7 separate regions of the Mus musculus genome follow, and all the other regions are linked to region 4. A link is a contact called in public promoter capture Hi-C data. All regions are on one chromosome and are shown on one strand. The core of a region is the stretch at or near the end of the contact, and the rest is flanking DNA. Distances in the headings are between cores, read along the strand shown.

Region 1 (2,929 bases), core at 158-2,657, 550 kb before region 4:
ATACTCTTCTGCTAGGAGAGACAGGACCACAGGTTTCATCTTTCAAAGGGTTACCTGGATCTTTATTAAAGGCTGACTCGTGCCTAAGACTGGGTCACTCCCACTCAGCAGCCTCCTGACCTCTGCCCCTCACAGCATTTTGGATGTAAAGATGTAAGGTGGAATTCAACTCTGGCTGAACAGGACGCTGGAGCAGTGGGAGCCTAGGGCAGATCCTAAGTATACCCTGAAAAGATGAGTCTATCTGTTCAAGTCTCTGTTCAAATATTCTCTCGAGAGGAAGACCTTCTTGGATCCCAAATTCAGTTCTTTGACACATTTCCCTTTTCCTATTTTCTTGTGGCACTCACCCCTGTGTCTCATGAACCTAGTAGCTTCCTTGATTGATGCTTCCTAGGCGATGGGCTCCAGGAGAGGAACGAAGCCTGTGGAGCTCACAAGGCAGCCCAGCTCTCCACAAACATCATAGTCCTTGCATGGGGGGGGGGGGGGGGGGCGGGGAGAAAAACTCAAAACACGAGAGGAAATCTAAGACGCCTGCCTGCCAGTGGGGTCTGGATTACAGAGACTGTTTTGTTGAAGGAAGAAAGAAAGGAAGGAAGGGAGGGAAGGAGAGGGAGGGTAGGAGAAAGAGGGAAGGAAGGAGACTCAGTTATGCTTTTAATCTTGATAATCAAACTTTATGACACATTCATAGACTGGCAGGGATCCTTCGAACACGATACTCAAACACTAAAGGACTCAGGAAGGTAACACTTCTGGTAGTATGGCTCATGTTATATTTTGTAAATTCCCTCTCTCCCTTCTGCCTGCCAGTCCCCTCTCTCTCCTCCTGATACTTCTCTCCCTTGACTTAGCAAAGTTTCTGAGCCCAAACTGACCAGAGTCTGGATCTAGGGACCTGGAGTAGAGATTTACTATAAATTTGATGAGTCAAGAAACCAATGAAGTATTGGTGGGGTGTAAATGGTGTGATTAACAAAGGAAAAAATAAACCAAGAGAAAGTAAACAAACAACAACCGTAACTACAGATAGTAGCAGCTGGGTTTCATTTGACTGAATCTGCAACAGAGTTTCAACCTTGGCTCGGCAGGCACATGCATTTGAAGGCAGCTAGGCAAGCTTGCTTCCAAGGGCTCCCCTGCTTGTGAAAACTGTTCAAAGGGCCTCAGGTAGGGAAGGGAAGCAAGGAGAAGGTAGGTGGCTGTCTTTTGCAGGAGCTTGAGAGATAACCTCAGCCAGGCGCCTTTGCTGGCAAAAGGCAAAACCTGGCTGAGGATGAGGGCTCCCCATCCCTACAAAAACAAAGCAAAAGCAAAAGGAACTGCTGAGTAAAAGAGCAGGCAGCTTCTACAAGCTGATGGCCTTTCTGTGTATTAGAGCAGGCAGCTTCTACAAGCTGATGTCCTGGGCCGCCTGTGGCCTTTCTGTGTATTAGAGTAACAAAACAAGAGCACATCTGGTCTGTCCCCTTGTGATAATCCTGCTGTCCCCTGGGTGGCTGCTCTCATGGTCAGGACATAAAATACTCCTGCAAAGGCAGGTTTCGGGCATGTTCTCTGGTGACCCTGCATCCAGCAGGTGTGCAGTTGGGTGTTGATGGCTGTGTGTTCCTGCCCAGAGGCGCTGGGTTCTGAGCTCCCCCAGACTCAGCCAATAATTGAGCTCCCCCAAACAGTATCTCAGCATGCACAGGTTCTAAGTAAGTAGGGTCAGGCTGAAGAAGTTTCTGATGTCCTCATCCAGAAGTCACATAAAATGCACAGCCGGGTAACTTTGAGGAATTCACCTTAGGAACCTGCCAACCTTTTTTTTTTTTTTTTTTTTTTTTTAAAGAAATTGCAATATATGTCCCCAAAGAATCTCCCAGTTCAAAATGGTTTCTATATATGAAAGTTATTTCCCTCTAAATTATCTTTTTTCTTTTTAGTTTTTCTTTTTCTTCTGCCGTTCTTTTGACCCTTCTCTTTGTCAACACTCCTTCTACCTCACAAGGGGAAGGCAGTCCCAACAGCATACCATGGAAGCTAGAAGTCAGGAACTATACCCCCACATCTGGCGCATCTGGGGATCCAAGGTCTTCCTAAAGAGAGACTATTGGAATAGAGACCTGAACGAGGAGAAGGAGCCCTGCTCTGGGTAGACGCATCCACTTAGGAGCCAATGCTAACTTGACTATCCAGTTCTGAAATGCTAGGACAAAATCTTCAAGTCTCTGGCTGGATGACCAGTAAGAGGACTGGGCATTCAGCAGGCGAAAGTGGTCTAACAAGGTCCAGGGGGTCCAAGGTAACACAGCTCTGCACCTAGGAGCACGGGCTGATCCAGAAGCCCAGATACGTGCAGGAATGTAACATCTCTGCCACAGCAATGAAAGCAAGGCTAACGGGTGGAATGGCTGGCAACCAAGCGATCACGCTGATTATGCTGGAGTGGATTTTATAGATCCAGAAAGCCTTGTTAGGAGAGGGGCATTTTGTCTGCAAGCTTAGCAAAAACTGCTAATTAAAACCGTATTTTTTCATTAGCTCTCTCTATTCGTATAAGTTGAGAAATCACACCATTTGTGACAGATCTGTCCATTAAACACATATGATAAGCGTAATGATCATCTATTGAACACTGGCTGCAATGCCAAACTCCTATATAAATCTGTCCCCTAATCTGCCATAAAGCAGGGACTGATGCACAGTATTTAGTAGGTTCTCAGCCACAGGACCTGATTTCTCTGCACCCTAGTCATTTGAGAAATGAAAGAGATTGTGCTTTAGCTAACATGGGATTACTATGATTTTTTCCATCAAAAATTTACATAAAGCATTTACTATAGTAACAATATAGTATATATTATACAAATATTTCTTGTTGTATCACTTGTCCTCCACATAAGGTTACTTATGCCCACAGAACTTGAGTTATGGATAGCCA
Region 2 (2,956 bases), core at 42-2,541, 680 kb before region 4:
CCAACGAAACCTGTCATAGTTTTCTTTGTGTTGCTGTGATAAAGAATTTGACCAAAACTACCTTGAGGAGGAGAAGGTTTATTTGGCTTACAGAATATGTCTTTGAAGGAAACCAAGGCAAGAACTAAGGAATGAACAGAGGCAGGAGCCTTGGAGGGAAGCTGCTTCCTGCCATGTTTCCAGGCTAACATTCAGCCATCTTTTATATAGCTGAGGTTCACTTGCCTAGGGATAACACCGCCCATAGTGGGCCAGGCCCTCCTATACAAGAGAATGCTCCACAGATGCACCTATAGGCCAATCCAAGGGAGGCAATTCTTCACGTGAGGTCTCCCTTTTCACAGATGTGTCAAGTTGACAACTGGAGCTAATTTTGACAGAGCCCTTGACCTATGTCCTACACATGCTAGCGCATCAGTCCATCCTCCTGTTGAACTGTGAACCCTTTAAGTATAAGGATGGTTGTTTAAGTATAAGGAAGGTTGTTTGTAACACTATTTTTGTATGAAACATTGGAACACTTGTGCATGTACTCTGGTAGGTAATATCCACCATCAGTATAAGTATAAGGATGTATCTGTGTCTTTCTGCCATGAACCACCTGAGCACTGTGAACCTCTTGGTGATGGACATGGCAGAAAGTGAATACATATGCAAGTTATTTCTGTAAGTCACGCAGGAACGGGTTGACAAACGAGCCGCATCATTTCAGGGGCTGAGAAGTGCTCTGAAGAAACATAACTGGACAATGGGGTAAATGTGGAGGGCAGAGGGGGGCTGCCTTAGGCAGATCTGGGAAGGCAGCTCTGAGCTGAGCCTGAAGGATCAGGAGTGGAAGTATAACAGTCCCAGAGCACTGCGTCCTGTGCAATTGGAGCAGTCAAGAGCAAAGGTCCTGAGACAAGAAGGGCTTGTGGTGCCCACAGGATGACAATGGACCATGTGTGTGCACATGTGCGTGCATGTGTGTGTGTGTGTGTGTGTGTGTATGTGTGTGTACATGCACGCGCACACACACATATGTGTGAGCTGAGCTGAGGGACACGGGTCACACAGAGCCTTGATTTGGGGGTGACCAGGAGTCCAGCTGCCAATCCAGGTAGGGTGACAGAATGATCTGCCAACACAGATGGCACCAAAGAATTGGGGGTAGTGTCCCTCCCTGCTCCTCCCTCACCCTCTCATGGGTTGGAGACAGCTCTCATTAATCTCTGGTGGAGGCAGTGCTACCGCACCGCCTAACTAGAGAACACAAAGACTGCCTGGCAGGCTTTGTTTTCAAACCGTCAATTCCAAATTCTGCTAGCTGGCAGAGACAGCGGCTATTGATTTTCCCTTCTGGAATGCGTGTCCTACAGAGTCCTCGCAAATAGAAACTGAAAAACAGAGGAAAACATGACTGCTGAGAAAGACAGGGCCAGGGGACATTTCTTTTTAAAACAATTTGTGCTGGGGTGGGGTGGGGTTGGATCTTCTCATCTACTACTGGATAGTGGCTTGTTTTCTCTAGCTCTGCTTCTTTCCTCTTAACCTTAGCTCTGCTTCTTTCCAAGTTCTCTTGCTTTCTTGCTGCACCTTTATTTAAGTACCTAGCACAGTACCTACAGACAGCAGGCACTTAATACTGGCCCAATGAATGACTGCACACAGGTGCGCTTCTCCGTGGGCTTTCCTCCAGATCAGTTTGTTTGAGCAATTGTCTGGTTTCTTTTCGACTTAGCACCTTGTTCCTTCCAGACAGGTTGCAGAGAGTGGGACTCATTCTCTGCGTTCAGCTTGCTGTAGCTGCTTGGAATGGAGTCCCCAACTAATGACTGTCTTCCCTAGAAACCAGGAAGTAATTAGGGGCTTCCCTCGGCTGCCTGGGGAGGGGCACAGGACCAAGTCCCTCAGAGAGAGAGTGGCATGCCAGAGCCTCCCTAGTTCGGTGGTCTTCAGACACTGCTGCCTTTGTTTTGGAACTGATGAAGGTCACGTGGTTTCCTTCTTGTGGGGGTGGAGGGGCACTCTGGAGTAGGGTATTTGTTTACTCTGTATTCTTCCTGTTTCTGGGATGGCTGCAGGGGAAGAAGAGAACTACTTATCTGTCTAGAATTCAAGGATAGCTAGCCAGAATACTAACTGTGGTCTGGATGGAAAGTCTTACTCTAATTTTGTCTGCCAACTGCTACTCAATCACACACACTGATGGGAAGTTCATTTTGTCATCTGGAAAATGGGAGGATCGCAAGGTTTTTTTTTTTTTTTTCCTTTTTGAAAAGTACAGCAGGGTAAGTGAAGAGAATTCATTCTAACGTTACAGAGCTTCCATTCAAACATCCCAGCCAGCCTTTGCTTTTTCTCTTCCTAATGCAGCATAGAGCACTGTGGACAGGTCCAACCCACTGGCATCTCACGCACCGTTTGGTTTGAAGCTTATACTGCATCCCAATAGCTCATCTTTGGGTCATATTTTACACAAGGTTAGATCAACAGCAGTGTATTTCTAAGCCACATAGTGTGGTGGAAATGGTCTGGGGTTTGTTCCTCAGTGACTCTGAAACATGGCTCCACGTGGGTGATGGAGTTCTAGCAGGAGAGCTTCTTCAATGGGTCTTCTGAAACCTTCATTTCCAAAAAGTACCTCTTATAGTCCATAGTCCATGCCCCCTCCCACTACTTCCTCTCTTTGAGAATGATGGGAACAGAACCCAGGCCTTGCACATGCTAATCACGTGATCGATCACCGAGGTGCACCCTCAGCCCCAGATGCCAGCCCTCTGTGAAGTTGCTGTTAGCTCCAGCCCCGCCTCTTCCATTACCCACATGGTGGTTTTCTCTCGGGATTACAGGAACCTTTGCACTGCCTCCCTCATTCAAATCAAGAAAGTCCAGAGACGTAGTGTGGCTTTGCTAAATGCCCTCAATCAGAAAGAACAAGACAGGGTGTCAGATTTGTTCCTTTTCCAGTACACAG
Region 3 (3,132 bases), core at 343-2,842, 660 kb after region 4:
GCACCTAGGCCAAAAGGAGAGGTCTGTCCCAAGCACTAAAAACTGTCAGCAGAGCCAAAGGCTTGTTGTCTCCTTCAGACTGTCCCAGCTATCTGCCCAGCTATCTGGAAGCTCTTGGGTGATGTTACCAAGGACATTTAGTAATATCTGGAGATATTTGTGCTTGGCACACTGGGAACTGAAAGCACTTGCCTTCCCTGACATGGAACACTTGCTTTCCCCACTTTCACAGGTTGAAATCCTGGTCCCCAATGTGCTAGTATTGGGAAGTAGGACCTTTGGGGGTCAGAAAGGGGGTCGGTGTTCATATAAAAGGGGCCACAGAAGGCTTTTCCTCTCCACCTTGTGAAGGATCCAGTGAGGAGGTATCAGTCTGTGGATGGGTTGCTTCCAGGCTTCCAGCCCTCATGATAAAGAACCGTCTGCCTCAAGTGTCAAGTCTACCATAGCAAGGGCGAGAAGCCAGTTCTGGCCCATCGCACACCCTGCTGTGGTTGCCTCTTCTAGCTGTAGAGATGGGGGTGATCAGAGGCAGGCAATCACCCAGACGTGTGTCCTTTAAGAAAAGAAGAAGGGTAATAATGAGGGATGCAGGTTATGAGGTGGGGGGATATGGGTCATCTTCCCCCCACCTTCCTTGACAAGTGTCGCATGGAAACAGCACAGGCGTAGGAATCCAAAAGATGCTATCTACACATGCATTCCAGTTTTTTGGCTGTGGGGCTCTGGGCAAGTTACTTCATTAGTCTTGAGTCTGATTCTTTAAGTAAGAATCCTGCCTACTCGATGGTGTAGGTATGATGGCTAGAAATGTCCACATCTGAGAAGTGGTAGTGAAGCCTAGCCTGTGGATGGCTGTGCTCAGGTCCCACCTCACAAGCTCCCCTCAGCACCCTTATTTCCCCTAACCTGATGCTGGCCCTCCGGCAGGTAGGCAGGGCCTTGCTAACCTTATTTAACTATGCTCGTCTCTATACACCGAGCCTCCTCCTCTGCCTCCTAAGCCCTGGACTTCTGTCCCAGCTTCCAACCACTGTCCTAAGCCATCAGAGATGCCAACCTGGGTCATGCGCTCTGGCTTGTATGGTGGTTCCTGGCTGCAGGGCATCTGAGGATATTACAATGTGTATAGGGCTGTGGTATGTTTTCTAAGGCATGTATGCATAGGTTTAAGTGAGTCCTGGGCATGCTTGCCTGTGTGTCTCATGGCATGCATGTAGCCTGAACTTGTCTTTGTTCCCGTTAGCCCTGCTGTTACCCAGAACAGGCTGGCCCGGTACAAATGCAAACTGTGTCCTATATAGTCTAAAATTCTGAAAATGTTCACAGCAGTCACAACAAAGCAAGAAATAGAGGGTGGGTCTCGCTAGGCCTAAGACAGACAGTTTGACACAGGCACTGTCCAGGGCTAACTGCTCTGAACACATAAATGTTCTCTTTGGAATTTTTGAGTTGATAGTCTGGGCAATGAGGAGCAAGAAACAGGAAATACTTCTGTAAAATTCCTGCCTCCGCTCCAGCCCCCACCGTGCTTCGCCCCTCCCTGACCCAGATTTGTCCCTTGCCTCGGGAAGATATCCAATTACCACTTCTTTCAGAACTTCATTCACCAGCAGGCTTATGCAGAGCTTTTCTCTTTGTGCACTAAAGCCTCAACCTGCTGACCTGGCCACTGTATAAACACCCCAGGCAGGTGCCCCAGAGGACCCAGAACCCTTCGTCTGGTAAGCCCTGGCCCTGACTTCTGTCCTGTGGCTTAGGAACTTGCTGGGGGCTGTCCAAGTCTCTGGTCCCCAACCCTACCCTCTCCCCCATATCCAACTGGTACTTTGAGAGGGGCTTCAGTGACCTGTTGGCATAAAGCCAAGGCATCACTGCTGTCCCCAGTCACATTGCTTGGTTCCACCTTTACTAGAGGTGAGATAAGCCGCCATCTGGGAGTACAGATGAGCAGGGGCCTAACAGTGCTTTTGATGCAAATAGAAGCCTAAATCAAAAGGCCTCTTCCTGGGTTAATAGAGTGATTTGGTTAAAAGTTTAGAAGCATTTCACCACAACCTCTGTCCCCAGCAGCCTGCCCTCAGTATTTGCATATGTTTTGAATGAAAATTGTCAGGAACATGCAAACTAGACAGCTAAATGCATCTTATCAGATGGCTGTGGGGAATCTTGGAGAGGACCAGATAGGAACAGGTAAGGCCTGAGGCTCTCAGGTGGGTCTGGGCTCCCAGGATAGCCACTGCATCAGCCAGGCCTGATAAAAGGCCTTCTCAATTTCAACAGCCTCAGCTACTCAAAAAAAAAAAAAAAAAAAAAACCACCTGCGGCAAACTCCATGGGACCTGGAGAAAGATAAAGGAGCCTTTATGTCCCTCTGGTCTGGTTGAGGTCACCTGTAAGGAATAGGGTGAGGGTGCCCCTCCCTCTACCAGAGGCTGATCAAGTAGCCACTAGTCGTGATGGGCACATCGGAGCCATTAATAAGCTGCCTCTTCTTCCCTCAGGATTGGGCTCCTTCAGCTGTGCTTACAAATAATATCTGTCATGAGAGAAATTCTACATATGGACTTTTTTTTTTACATGTTCTCAAACATGTTTGTTTATCGCATCATAAATGTTATGTAAGCTCTTTCCAGGGAAAACAATCACCATGCAAATACACGAAAGGAAAAAGATTCCGAGAGCATGTCCCCCACGACTCTACTGCTCAAAGGATTACCACAGTTAACTTCCCACCATCCTCCATGCTCACCTTTCTGCTCAGGCCCAGGGGATTCTACATCTGGACCCTGAGCCCCTTGCTTCCCTTGGCCACCATGTTTACGTTCCTTGGGATTTCTCAGAAGTGCACCTATCCTTTGGGTACGCAGTAGCATCCATCTCTTAACCACTTCACTCTTACCCCTTGGACTGACTGTTGAACATTCAGTTCTTGCAATCAGAGGCTCCCCTGACTCTGACATTTTGTAATGATTTCAATAATGTGTTTCTTTAGTGAATTTTTCAAGACCAGTCCTTGGGCAAGCATTTTGTGTGAAGTAATCCGTACAAAAGAAAGAGCTCCAAATTACTGACATACAGAGATCTTTAATGTATTCAAGGGTTAACAGAAAAGCCCAGAGAGTAAGTAGA
Region 4 (2,865 bases), core at 257-2,756:
AATAATATACTGTGTTGTGAGCAACTCCCTGATAGTACGTTTAATCACACATCCTTCCAAGGTCTATGTCACTGCACCTGAGAGATAGTATGTGATTTAATATGTTCTCTCTGAATCAAAGAACAAAACAAGGAATTCATAAAGATTTTAGTTACAGGTATTAACTAGTCATGACTGGCCAACGATAGAGGTTATCTTCCTGACTCCTGAGTTGAAGAATCTGAGAATGATAGAAGAAATGGAATTTGCTTCATTTAATGAAGAACTCAGTGGTGATTATATCTGCTTGATGGATCATTGTTGTTTATCTTAAAACAGTTCAGTCCTTTAAAGTCTGGTCTAGCTCCATCAGAAATAACGGTCTACAAATGAAAATGAAGTGAGAAAGTCAAAGGGTGTGGAGCATCAAGATATTAAAACTCAATGGAGGCAATGCAGGAAAGGGGAAAAATAAACACTGACTACTGGACACTGAAGGTAAAAAATCACTGGGGTACAGTGCAGGATTGGCCTCATGATAAAACAAACAAAAACAAAAAGAAACGCTGGTGATCTTGTCAAGAGACAATTTACTGTACAATATAACAAACTAATCCCAGCACTCCCGAGGCAGAGGCTGGAGGATCTCTGTGAGTTCATCGCTTGTCCGGTCTGCAGGGAGAGTTCCAAGACAGTCAGGGCTACATAGAGACCCTGTCTCAAAAAGCTAAATAATAACGATGATGATGAAACTGAATAGTGAAAACCTTCTCAGACGTTTTGTTATATAAAGAAAAACAAAACGGGAATGTTACTGACTGGAGTTTCCGATTCACTTTTGGAATGTGTCACTTCGGCACCTTCATCTACAGAGGGCAAAGATTCAACACAGTAAACCACGATAAAAGACATAGAGCCAAGCCCATAGATAAAAAAGATATGATGCCAGGTGCCAGTTACTAGAGCTCTCCAGATTTCCCATTGCTTAAAAGTGTAAAGAATAAGCAAGTTTACAAGGAATTTCTATTTAGACACGCATGCCCTCGAGCTGTACTGCAAAACCAGCTGGGTTCGTCTCAATAGCAGTCCTATTGCGGTGATTTTGAATTACTTAGGTTTTCTTTGGAGGAGACTTTAATTTCCTCTGCGCAAAGTGCAAGGGCTGGCAGGGTGGTTCGCAGTCCTAACTGGGGCGAGCCCAGTGGAAGGTGGCACTGTGCTGGCCCTGGTGAGACTCAACGCCTTAGCTCCTAAAGGCGACTGCAGGCGGGCCAGCGAGGGGCTGACAATACCTTCCGACCCGGCGACACTGGCGTTGGTAAAGACGACAACAAATAAATAAACCAGAGAAACACACTTCACTAAAAGCAGACACTTCTAAGAAAACGAAGCAGCAGGAACGCCCAAAAGCCCAAGTCGCGGAGCATGCACATGCGCAGTCTCTGCAAGGCGCCCCACTCGTTTGCCCCGGAGGCGCGGATTGGACAAGACATCTCGTGAGAAACGTGAGTTCTCGCGGGAACCGTATTCAAAAATCCCCGGCGCTTACTTAGCAGTGCTGCTGCCGAGTGAAGAGGGAGTTATTTCTGTGCTGAGGTGGAGTTAGTGTCACGAATCTGGGAGTCCAGTGCTCTCCGGACAGGCCTCCGGTTGCAGCAGCCAGGAAGCGTGAGGAGAGAGGTAAGGGCGAGCGTCGGGAAGGGTGAACCGGGAGGAGGTGGGAGGAACGCCTGTTCTCAGGAACCTGAGTTCTCTGGAGCCGCCTTCCGGGTCGGTGTAGTCTTCGGTCGGACCGCTTCGCTGCGGGTTTGACTGCAGAAGGATAAATACGGTGCTGGGTGGTCTGGGACCTCCGAGTCTTGAATTCTCCAGTACCCTTAGCCAGTGGTGCAGTCTGAATTAACTTACAATTATGTAGCAGACACACAGGACGGAGTCTCATTGTAACATCTCATTCGCTTATGTTTTACTTATTTACTTTTTTTGTTGTTTTTCTTTTATTCACATTATATCCCAATCGCAGCCCCCTCCCCACTTTCCTCCCAGTCCCGCCCCCCAATCCCTATCCCCACTACTACCCCTCCCTCTTTTCTCAGAGAAGGGGAGTCGTGTCCCCCCCCCCCCCCAGTACCACCTCATCCTGGGACATCAAATCCCAGCGGAGTTAAATAAGCATGTTCCAACCAGGCGGTCCAGGTAGGGTAAGGGGTACAATGGCAGGCAGCAGAGTCAGAGACAGCCCTGCTTCAATTGTTAGGGGACCTGCAGGAAGACCAAGCTGCATATCTGCTACACATACGTAGGGGGCCTAGGTCCAGCCCCTGCATCCTCCTTAGTTGGTGGTTCAGCCTCAGTGAGCCCCCATGGGTCCAGGTTGATTGACTTGCATGTCTTCCTGTGGTGGCCTTGACCCCTTCAGCTTGCTCAATTCTATCCCCTACTCTTCCTCACGAGACTCCCAGAGCCCTGCCTGATGCCTGATGGGCCTTTGCTTCTGCTTCCATCTGCTGCTGGGTTAAGCCTCTCAAGACACAGTTATGTTAGGGCTGCAAACATAGCACGGGGTCGTTAATAGTGTCAGGGGTTGGCTCTCTCTCATGGGATGGGTTTCAAGTTGTGCCATTCAGTGGTTCTGCTCCATCTTTATCCCTGAGCCTCCTATAGGCAGGAGAACTTTGGGCTTGAAAGTTTTGCTTGGGTTTGTTTATTTATCTATTCAATGATTACAGATTGCAGTGGTAACATTTTGGATGTTTGGGTTAAATGTTTTCACTTGTACTTATTTGTGAAAATGTAACTACCCCCACCCCCCAAAAAAAAGTTTAAAATCCGTTTGGCTGGCATGGTATTTCTGTTGATGCCTAGTAAGAATTCATGTGTTCTTAA
Region 5 (2,870 bases), core at 145-2,644, 740 kb after region 4:
GGGCCCATAGGCATCAAAACACATATACTCGTGGTGAGTTACACCTCTTGCAATTCTTTCCATCTTTCTGACTCTATTCAGATGGAAGTCTCAGCTTGTTCTAAATGGCCTGTGACACTTTCCTGACCAATAAGAACTCGTTTTAAACAAAGACCAGGCTCTGACACGGCATCAAGCAAGAGGCAAGCTCACACAGCATAAAATATCACCCTGTTTTCATTGCCTGTGGGTCCTCCTGTTTACCTTCTGGTCACATTTTACTCCACTTATACTGGGGGTGTGTTTTTTTAAAGTAAATTTAAAAGGAGTGGAGTCTAAGATGTGATAGTAATACTAACATACTAGGTACCGTAATAATGCAGGCTTCAATAAGCTGTTATATGTTAGCAATGACTGAAACTTAGCCCTTGCCTCTCCCAAGGAAACCCAATGAGGAAATGAGGGCTCAGAAGAAAAAAAGATACTCTTGTAGAGCCACACAGCTAGCTATCATCAGGACTGATGCTCAGTTCTCCTATGGCTTCCTCATCTATTTAACTCAGCATCAGACAAACTCAACATTGTTAAACTGGAGATAAACAAAACGTAAAATGACCAACAGGCTGTGCTGTGGGTTGCCACCAGGAAGGAACTGGTTCGATAAGGCACTGAACTGTAGGAGAGGCCTGGGGAAATCAGAATGTCCTTGTACCTGATGCTGGAGACCTACGATCTCGGCACATCTTGGATAATAACTCAGAGCACCATGTCAAATACCTGGGGCGGTTTCAAAGCGTGTAGCGTCAGGGATTCCTCTTGGAATCAAGCACAGATGGCTTGAATCCCAGCTTCTTCACTTGGCAAGAAATCACTGTGTCGTCGGCTCATCTGTATCCTATTCAGCTGAAAAATTTGTAAGCCTGATACCAGTAAACAGTTACAGGACAGTTATTACCAGCCAAACCCCTCTGATTAATTATCTTACTTAGCCCTCAAAATATTATTCCAAGATATTTTTATAGCTCCTAAGATGGGGGTGGGAATTTGGTCTTAAGAGTTTATTTAGTGTAGGCTTCAAACCAAACCAGTCAGTCTAGAATCTGCCCTTAGCTCCAGCACTGCACTGTGGAAAGAAAATAACCCATAAGGGTTATAAAGCTGGCACCTAGGAAGCAAAATTGTCAAGGCCTTGTTGGTAGTCTCAAGAGGAGTCACTTGCAGCCTAGAATCCGCAATTTTCCGTTGAGTTTCTTATTTAAGACTACAATTCCCAGAATGCCACGGGTGTAGGACCAAACCAATCAAAATGCTGTGGGCATAGACGCTGACCAATCAGGTAGACAGAGACACTAGCCAATCAGGAAGCATAGCCTGGATTTCCCGCCCTCTCTCCACAGCTAATGTTGACTTGACTGACTGTTGAAGGTTCGGCCTCACCAGATCCGTTGACGAGGTGATTTGTGGTGATCATTTGGAAAGTTGAGGCGTATTTGAAGCCGTTCAGTAACCAAGCTAACTTCAGGGCTGTGGAGTGGGTGGGGAAGGGGCACCCAGAAGGTGAACGAGGCCTGTGTAAACTTCCAGAAACTTCCAGGCGGTGGGAATTTCCAGGCTGCCTTAGGCCCGGCCTCAGGGGCTGAGCGAGTGTTGTGCACTGGGAACTCGGGGACCCCTGGAGAGTAGAGATCCTCAAAATCTGCTCTTGAAAGCCTCGCTTGAGGTTTGAGGGCCCTAGCAGGGCTCTGTGGGCACGTGCATCAGTGGTGTCATGCCCTCCCTGTATAGCATGTTGACTTCTGACGTGGCCTAGTCCTCTGGGTGTGGATCTTCTGTGCCCAGTTAGTAGCCATTTTTATAACTATAAGGCTGAGCTGTGGCCAGCCCTGTGGGATTCGAGCCTCCTAAGTCTTCTGATGCTCTCTCTCCTACCCACTGGGTGGAGCTCAGGACATTCTGATTCATTTACTTCCGTTTCTGTGTTTTATTATTAATAATTAGGCTTTATACTTATTCTTTAAAACTATATTTCTACCCCCCCCCAAAAAAAAACATCCAAATCTTGGATTTGGCATGTGCACGTGAGATTGTTCTTTATGCTCTTGTTTTAATATTCAGGATCTTAGAGGTTATGCAAAGCGTGTCTCTCTCCTTAATGTCTGGAGAAAAAAAGAAGTTTTACAGCTGCCATGAAGGAAGTGAGGGAAAACAGGATACATGACTGAAATTCAGGAAAATACAAAAACACGGGCTAACTTGGTGATTCACTTGATTTCATTATCCAGCACAAATAATCCTCACCTGTAACTACCCAGCTTTTACCTGGCAGGAACAGTCTAGGCCAATTTCGGTTTACTTTTCAAGTCATTTTGAGGAGTTTGACTAAAAAGCTAGTTAACATCTAGTCAGCCATCCCTCTGGAGACAGTCTTGGTTAGATATATTTACTGTGCAACGTCGTGTATTTCAGATAATCCAGTGCTTGCTTAATCCTTTCTCGACAATGAATTATAAACACGACATAACATTTTAGTTTTTAGTGTGTGCTTAAAGAAATTACAAGTGGCTACTGTCATTCAAGAGTAAGAGACACGGAATCAACAAAAAATTAGGAAAGCCCCCACACAATTGATAACTGTAAGGTCGTTTGTAAATGTTGAGGATTTCTGAAAAGGGGACTTTGTTTCTATTGTAAGGGCCCCATCTTGTGGATGTGTCTTGGATGTGAGAAGAACCCTCACCCTAAGAATTCCACTTGCAATGGTTCTCATCTGGAAAACCAAAACAGGTTGATGCTTTCCTGGGTATAAGAAAAGACAATGACTTTAGTTCTGAGATAACACTTTTTTTTCTTTTGTAAACTACCTAAATTTTAATTTTTTAAAAAAATATACA
Region 6 (3,136 bases), core at 38-2,537, 630 kb after region 4:
TGTAAGCACTGTCTCTGAGACTAAAAGACAGGAGAAGGACGAGAGCAGCCGGTGTGTGTGTGTGTGTGTGTGTGTGTGTGTGTGTGCTTGCATTGCCTAGCTCCGCATTGCCTAGCTCCCTCAGTGCCAGGGGTCTCTGCACAACAACTTCCACAGATGTTGGATCAACTGAGGATCAGGGGAGACTGCTGTGCCTTAAAGCTAGAAAGAAACTTGAATCGTGGGTGTTCTTTCTCATTTCTACCTAAAATCCAGTTCCCATCCTCTATCTTTTGATGTTCTTTTTAAGAGCCCTGCTGCTCATCTTGGGGGGTTTCCAGGCCATGTCCACAGCAGCCTTCACATTGTCTTCTTTCGGCCTACAGTGTGTGTGTGTGTGTGTGTGTGTAAGTCTCTGTGTGATATGTGTGTGTGTCTCTGTATGTGGTATATGTAAGAGTGTGTGTGTGTGCATGTGCATATGTGTATGGTATATGTGTGTGTGGTATATGTAAGAGTGTGTGTGTATGTGGTGTATGAGAGAGAAAGAGAGAGAGAGAGAGAGAGAGAAGAATGAGAAGGGGGAGGGGGAGATAGAGAGAGAGGGAGGAATGGGGAGGGCAAGAGAGGAGAGAGAGAGAGAGGGAGGAGTGGGAGAGAGAGAGAGAGAGAGAGTTAGGAGCAGAAGGGAGCCACATGTGTCCTCTCCAGAGGCCAAACTGCTCTCTGACTCTACAGGAGCTGTAGAGTGTCCTGGCAACTCTAGAAAATGCATCTAGCCTTCCAAAGACCAAAGCATGAGCTGCTGATATATAGGGGTGGGGTGGGTGAGGTGGGTGGGGTGGGGTAGGTGGGGGTTCATCAGAGAATGAGGGGCAGGAGTGGAAGGGAAAACAAGGGCTCAAGAGCAAGAAACAAGAGTGAGAGACAGAATGAAGCAGGCAAAGAGAAGGGAAAGAAAGTGTGAGAAACAAAGAAAGCAACACAGAATAGCCTGTGGAGAAGATGGGAAGGAGGGAGAAAGGCAGGGAACGTGAGGAGGGAGGGAAAATGCAAGGGAAAGAGAAAGGTACTCTGGAACGATGGGAAAGAAAACAGGGGGAGGATGGAAGGGAGCTCTTGTCACTTGGGGTACTGGTTCCAATAAGTCTCCTTTAGCATGTCATTAGTGGGAACTAAGGCCACAGGCAGCTAAGGCAAGAGGGAGGCGGGCCCTGGTCGGGAGCTGCTGGCAGGTGGCCGCCCCTGGGTGGGGCCACCCAGCCAAGCCCTGGGGGTATAAGTCACAGGAGGCCAGGACCTGCTGAGCACCTGTCAGGGGCAGCTCCAGAGAACACAGGTGCGGCCGGTGGCTACCCGAAGCCAGCTCCAGCATGAGCTCCTTCGACCTCCCAGCGCCTTCACCACCTCGGTGCAGTCCCCAGTTCCCCAGCATCGGCCAGGAGCCCCCGGAGATGAATCTTTACTATGAGAATTTCTTCCACCCTCAGGGCATGCCCAGTCCTCAGCGCCCAACCTCCTTCGAAGGTGGTGGCGAATACGGGACCACTCCCAACCCCTACCTCTGGCTCAATGGGCCGGCCATGACCCCACCACCCTACCTGCCTGGCACTAACGCCAGCCCCTTTCTACCCCAGGCCTATGGCATGCAGAGGCAGCTACTGCCCAGCGACCTGGGCTGGCTGCCCATCCCCTCTCAGGAAGAGCTCATGAAGCTGGTACGCCCACCATATTCCTATTCAGCCCTCATTGCCATGGCAATCCACGGTGCGCCCGACCAGCGCCTCACACTGAGCCAGATCTACCAGTACGTGGCCGACAACTTTCCCTTTTACAACAAGAGCAAGGCTGGCTGGCAGAACTCCATCCGCCACAACCTGTCACTCAACGACTGCTTCAAGAAGGTGCCCCGAGATGAGGACGACCCAGGTAAGACAAGTAGCAGTGCATATGGAATAGGAGACCATCCCTTGAAAGGCTGTAGGCATCCCTGAGGGCTCATTTTATTTTTGTTCCGAACTCTGTTCTAAAAAGTTCTGACTGGAGCTGCTAGGAGACAGAGCTGAAGGGAATCCACAGTAGAGGAGAATGTGAGCCCTGGGAACAGATTCAGGCTTCTGCTGTGCCTCAGTTTCCTCGTCGAAAGAATAACAGGGAGGGGAGTTGGTCAGTCTTTGATGTGCGCCAACACTCAGAATCCTGCATGTGTATCTCGGTGCCCAGCACATGACAAGTCCTGGGCAGGACTAGACCAAGCCAAGCCAGAGTGTGTCACAGCCACACCTGTAGTAGAGAGGACCTGACCATGGCTGGGCACCGCTGATGGCCCCATGGCACAGCTCTGACCTTTCCCTCCATTTGGAACCTCTTTTAATGCTGGCAGCTCTCTATATAGGGTGTCTTTTAGTGAACCCATTGCACAGATGAGAAAAATAGCATTTGTGTGTAAAGCTGCTTCTCTAAAGTGGCATAGACCGGAATGGCAGTGATCGTATTCAGCTCAAATGGCGTAGACCAGAATGGCAGTGATCATGTTCAGCTTAAATGCAGCTCCTACACTAAGACTGGAGCATCCCTTCTAAAAGGTGAGCAGGAGACATTGCCGAGAGGAGTGTGAAGCATTCCGACATCCAGTTTCCAGGCCCAAACACTAGTGTTGTTCTCACATGGGAAGCCAGGGTTGGAACTTTTCCACTGCCCACTCTGAAGTCAGCTCTGGTCAGATCTGTTTGTCCCTCAGAAAGGAGACTGCCTTGTGCAAATCTTCAACCACTTTCCAGCTCAGAGTAGCGGGGAAGAGCTGGGGCTTCCATTCTGGTGGCACCTCAGTTGTACGGCTCTTGGACACTTACCGTGTCTGCCCTACATTTCCTCAGTGAGCCCGGGGAAGTAAGGATAGTTTCCAGGAAACTGAGATTTAGCCAAAGTCCTTAGTCACTGAGGAACAAAGACAGAGCTCAAATTGACCGTCAAGTCTTGGGAATCCAGAACTGCTTTCTGGGGTTTCCTAAACCTTAGTAATAGAAGCTCTGACAACACCCCACCCACTCTGGATCCCTGCACCCCAGCACTCTATCCTCTAAACTCCTCAGAGCCTCGTGTGTGTGTGTGTGTGTGTGTGTGTGTGTGTGTGTGTGTGTGTAGAGGGTACCTAGAG
Region 7 (2,831 bases), core at 130-2,629, 810 kb before region 4:
CTACCACAAAGTGACCAAATTAGGCAGAAACGGGTTAAGGCAGGGCATGGGCAACCCTGGCAATGGCAGACAAGTTGGAATGTCTTCACTTGAGACCTAGCAGCAATTCTCTTCCTGTGGCCAGCCCCAGGAGAGCCACACAGCACAGAACTCTGGGCAGGACTCAGGAAGCCTCAAGCTGCCATGGTGTATGGGTTAGTATCATCATGTGGTCCTCTCTCGTGAGTCTGTTAAGTGCTATGCTGTACTAGGTGTTGGGGATATATAGGTGGACCAAATTCCAGTTCTGCCTTCAGGAAGCTTTATTCAAGGGCTAAAGTTCAGCTGTGCACACATTTAGGTTATGGCCTCAGGCCAAGGAGTTGGGCATTCGTTCATTCATTCATTCATGTATGCATATGTATTTATTTAGCAGCTGCTGTGTGCTAGGCACTGTCTATGCTGATGAATGAGGTAGCCAGGAAAGAAGGGGCGTGCTTGTGAGGAGATCAAAGCTGGGGCTTGCAGGAAAGGTGCAAGGACTGTGGTGGATAATGCAGAGAGGCTGGAGGACTCTGCTTCATGTTCAGTCTGCTGTCTTGAGCCAAGTGCCTCACCTCACACTGGAGCCTCCCGATTGATTACTATCTATTCACCTCTGTGTACACAGGTGAGTCTGTAAAACTCTCCGTAACACAGGCCAAACCACAGAGGGCTCTGCCCCATTTCACACAAGCTGGAGTCACCCATGCTGACTATGGTAACCAAGGGTAAACTGAGCTGTTTAACCCAAGGAAAGGAGAGGGACCCCTGAGTTTCCACGATGGGCTCAGGATGTTGCCTTGGCTTCAATCTTTGTATTTAGTGGGGGTGGGGGTGGGGAGAAACCGAGTGTCCCAGTGCTTGCTCATCTGTAAGTCTTCCTGTCTCACTTTGCAAAGTGAACCAACCACCTGCTTTTTGTCCCCTCTCTGCTGCCATAATCTTCACTGCTTGCAATGTCTATCTATTGCAGGTGCTAAGAGTACCTATAAAATACATTCACAGAAACATCTAGACCAAGTATTTCACCATGATAATTGGTACTGAAACCTAGCCAAGTCCAGACAGGAAACTACAAGGGGCTTACATCCCTCTGTGGATCTCATATCTGACCAAGTTGCAACTGCACTGGCCTTGTCCTTCCCTGAATGACCAAAGAGAGGGTGGCCAGGTCTTTGCCTGCACTGGTCCTGCCTTTGCCTCCTTGTCTAGTTTCCTCCCGTGACCTCAGTCCTCAAGTCTGCCTCTCACAATTCAGCTCCCCCCTCCCCCAGTGACATCACATGACATCTAAGACTCTGTGCATCATATCATGTTTCAGTCCCCCGGTAGCTTCTTCACCGTGAGTCTCTTCGTAGAGTCATGTTCACACACTCGCTGCGGCTTTCCCACACACTGCCTGGCAACAGCTAGACTCAGGAAAGATCACCCGGGCAATAAAAATCCTGGAACTCCCCAAGGGAGCTGCATCTAGCACAACAGAGTGAGCGGGAGCTGCTTTCGGTACAGGGTGTCCCCGTGCCCTGGCATCATGACTTGGGAGACACAGAATCAAAAAGCTCCACTTCAGAAATGCAGATGCAGCGGCAAGGGATGCTCTTTGTGGGGAGCCCTTGATGAGCGCTCTCAGCTCCAACATTGCCTAGAGCTGCAGTGGGGTCCACAGGGACCATTCAGAAACCTGCCCTCTGCCCCCAGCCTCAGAACCTGCTGCAGCTTTTCCAGCAGGTCAACCTTTTCCTTGACCTGAATTTAAATGCTCTCTCTCAGCCCTCACTCCGGAGAACTCACCTGCCTTGCATGACAATCCACACAGATCTCTGCACAGAGCACTCCCTGCTTTCTGCTCCCATTTCAAGCTTGGCAGAGCAGACCGGTTCTCACAAAGAATTCCAGGACCTGCTGAATGGAGGATGGAGAGGACAGCCACCTTCCAGGAGACCCTACTCCAGGCCAGGATTTCCACCAGAGGCCTGGGTGAAGTGGGGGCAGCTCGGCTGTCATTCTGGCTATCTAATAGCTGTGTAACCTCAAGGCAAGACACTTCAACTCTCTGAGCTTGTATTTACATAGCTGTAAAATGGAGCTTATGATAATTATTACCATGAAGAATTATGAGGGGCCCTATGGATAGATTTTAGAATAGTGCCCCAGTACACTAGTGTTGAATGATATTTGAAAATATATTCAAATACGTATATATTCATGTATATGTGTATATTATACCCACATGGAAAGATTTATATATATGTATGCATATATATGTGTGTATATCTAAGTATATATGTGTACACACACACACACACACACACACACACACACACACACACGGAGAGTCCACCTTTCTCTAGCCTCAGCCTGCACATGACCCTCTCAAGCTTCCAGAGCATGCATCTCCTCTCTCAGACTACCTGCTCCCCAGGACCCAGGTGCTGAATAGAAGACATTTCTACCAGGAGGGGCTTCTCTGCGTATGGACTTCTCCGGGCATGGGCTTTCGTCCCCAAAGCTCCTGGGAAATGTGACTTGACCACTGGTTGGTTTCCACTTTGAGTTCTCTCTGTTCTAAGTCTCCAAGGGCAGGAATCAGGAATAAGAGTGTGACCCTGACTGTTCTACTCCAAGACTGATGGCAGCATCTCCTGAGTGTGTGAACAAGCACTCTGGGTCTCAGTTCTCATCTCTTGCTAGGCATGCTTCCCCAGCACGGAGGAGAGACCCAGCTCTACTGGACATGAATTTTCCTCAGTGCCCTCAGCCTCCTGATAGCACTGACTGGCATCCTCTCCTAATGTTACCCTCTGGCTCTC

What was found. Promoter capture Hi-C pulls out the DNA fragments that hold promoters and counts their contacts.
Region 1: a contact with region 4 is called in a promoter capture Hi-C map of epiblast stem cells, with 3 times the contacts expected there. The contact joins the enhancer-like site here to the promoter of Spdl1 in region 4. A contact is called at or near these places in 6 of 39 promoter capture datasets (the 3T3-L1 cell line, cranial neural crest, embryonic stem cells and 2 more), 2 of 484 Hi-C or Micro-C datasets (adipose-derived mesenchymal stem cells and ganglionic eminence) and 7 of 115 datasets of contacts at active chromatin or transcription factors (embryonic hindbrain, embryonic stem cells, epiblast stem cells and 1 more).
Region 2: a promoter capture Hi-C map of liver shows a contact between it and region 4, with 4 times the contacts expected there. The contact joins the enhancer-like site here to the promoter of Spdl1 in region 4. A contact is called at or near these places in 11 of 39 promoter capture datasets (the 3T3-L1 cell line, 3T3-L1-derived adipocytes, the C10 cell line and 4 more), 2 of 115 datasets of contacts at active chromatin or transcription factors (both in embryonic stem cells) and 1 of 9 other capture datasets (adipose tissue).
Region 3: a promoter capture Hi-C map of stem cell-derived epiblast-like cells shows a contact between it and region 4, with 4 times the contacts expected there. The contact joins the enhancer-like site here to the promoter of Spdl1 in region 4. A contact is called at or near these places in 7 of 39 promoter capture datasets (the HPC-7 cell line, embryonic stem cells, epiblast stem cells and 4 more) and 1 of 115 datasets of contacts at active chromatin or transcription factors (embryonic stem cells).
Region 5: a promoter capture Hi-C map of embryonic stem cells shows a contact between it and region 4, with 2.9 times the contacts expected there. The contact joins the promoter of 4930469K13Rik here to the promoter of Spdl1 in region 4. A contact is called at or near these places in 12 of 39 promoter capture datasets (the C10 cell line, the HPC-7 cell line, cranial neural crest and 8 more).
Region 6: a promoter capture Hi-C map of pre-B cells shows a contact between it and region 4. The contact joins the promoter of Foxi1 here to the promoter of Spdl1 in region 4. A contact is called at or near these places in 10 of 39 promoter capture datasets (the C10 cell line, HPC-7-derived erythroid cells, cranial neural crest and 4 more) and 1 of 9 other capture datasets (liver).
Region 7: a contact with region 4 is called in a promoter capture Hi-C map of hippocampal neurons, with 9 times the contacts expected there. The contact joins the enhancer-like site here to the promoter of Spdl1 in region 4. A contact is called at or near these places in 15 of 39 promoter capture datasets (3T3-L1-derived adipocytes, the C10 cell line, the HPC-7 cell line and 10 more), 1 of 484 Hi-C or Micro-C datasets (female germline stem cells), 1 of 115 datasets of contacts at active chromatin or transcription factors (embryonic stem cells) and 1 of 9 other capture datasets (embryonic stem cells).

What each region holds. Positions count from the first base shown.
Region 1 is chr11:35,382,754-35,385,682 of GRCm38.p6, reverse strand. The region is part of intron 4 of Slit3 (slit guidance ligand 3); the gene reads right to left. Among named protein-coding and RNA genes, the nearest start is that of Gm46277, 96 kb to the right of the region's middle. Within about 2 kb of position 1,407, at least 26 of the 459 cell types and tissues checked have an H3K27ac peak or open chromatin away from gene starts, as enhancers often do. A contact at or near this core is called in epiblast stem cells, where this site is marked.
Region 2 is chr11:35,511,851-35,514,806 of GRCm38.p6, reverse strand. The region is part of intron 5 of Slit3 (slit guidance ligand 3); the gene reads right to left. Among named protein-coding and RNA genes, the nearest start is that of Gm39705, 31 kb to the left of the region's middle. Within about 2 kb of position 1,291, at least 29 of the 459 cell types and tissues checked have an H3K27ac peak or open chromatin away from gene starts, as enhancers often do.
Region 3 is chr11:34,168,146-34,171,277 of GRCm38.p6, reverse strand. No RefSeq gene overlaps it. Among named protein-coding and RNA genes, the nearest start is that of Gm12121, 33 kb to the right of the region's middle. Within about 2 kb of position 1,592, at least 35 of the 459 cell types and tissues checked have an H3K27ac peak or open chromatin away from gene starts, as enhancers often do.
Region 4 is chr11:34,832,282-34,835,146 of GRCm38.p6, reverse strand. Spdl1 (spindle apparatus coiled-coil protein 1) reads left to right here and starts at 1,506. Exons shown (of 12, transcript NM_027411.2): 1 at 1,506-1,659.
Region 5 is chr11:34,097,078-34,099,947 of GRCm38.p6, reverse strand. 4930469K13Rik (RIKEN cDNA 4930469K13 gene) reads left to right here and starts at 1,394. Exons shown (of 5, transcript NR_155520.1): 1 at 1,394-1,432.
Region 6 is chr11:34,206,240-34,209,375 of GRCm38.p6, reverse strand. It overlaps Foxi1 (forkhead box I1), which reads left to right and starts at 1,287. Exons shown (of 2, transcript NM_023907.4): 1 at 1,287-1,908. The coding sequence starts at 1,353.
Region 7 is chr11:35,638,214-35,641,044 of GRCm38.p6, reverse strand. All of the region lies in intron 20 of Slit3 (slit guidance ligand 3), which reads right to left. Among named protein-coding and RNA genes, the nearest start is that of Mir218-2, 23 kb to the right of the region's middle. Within about 2 kb of position 1,379, at least 21 of the 459 cell types and tissues checked have an H3K27ac peak or open chromatin away from gene starts, as enhancers often do. A contact at or near this core is called in hippocampal neurons, where this site is marked.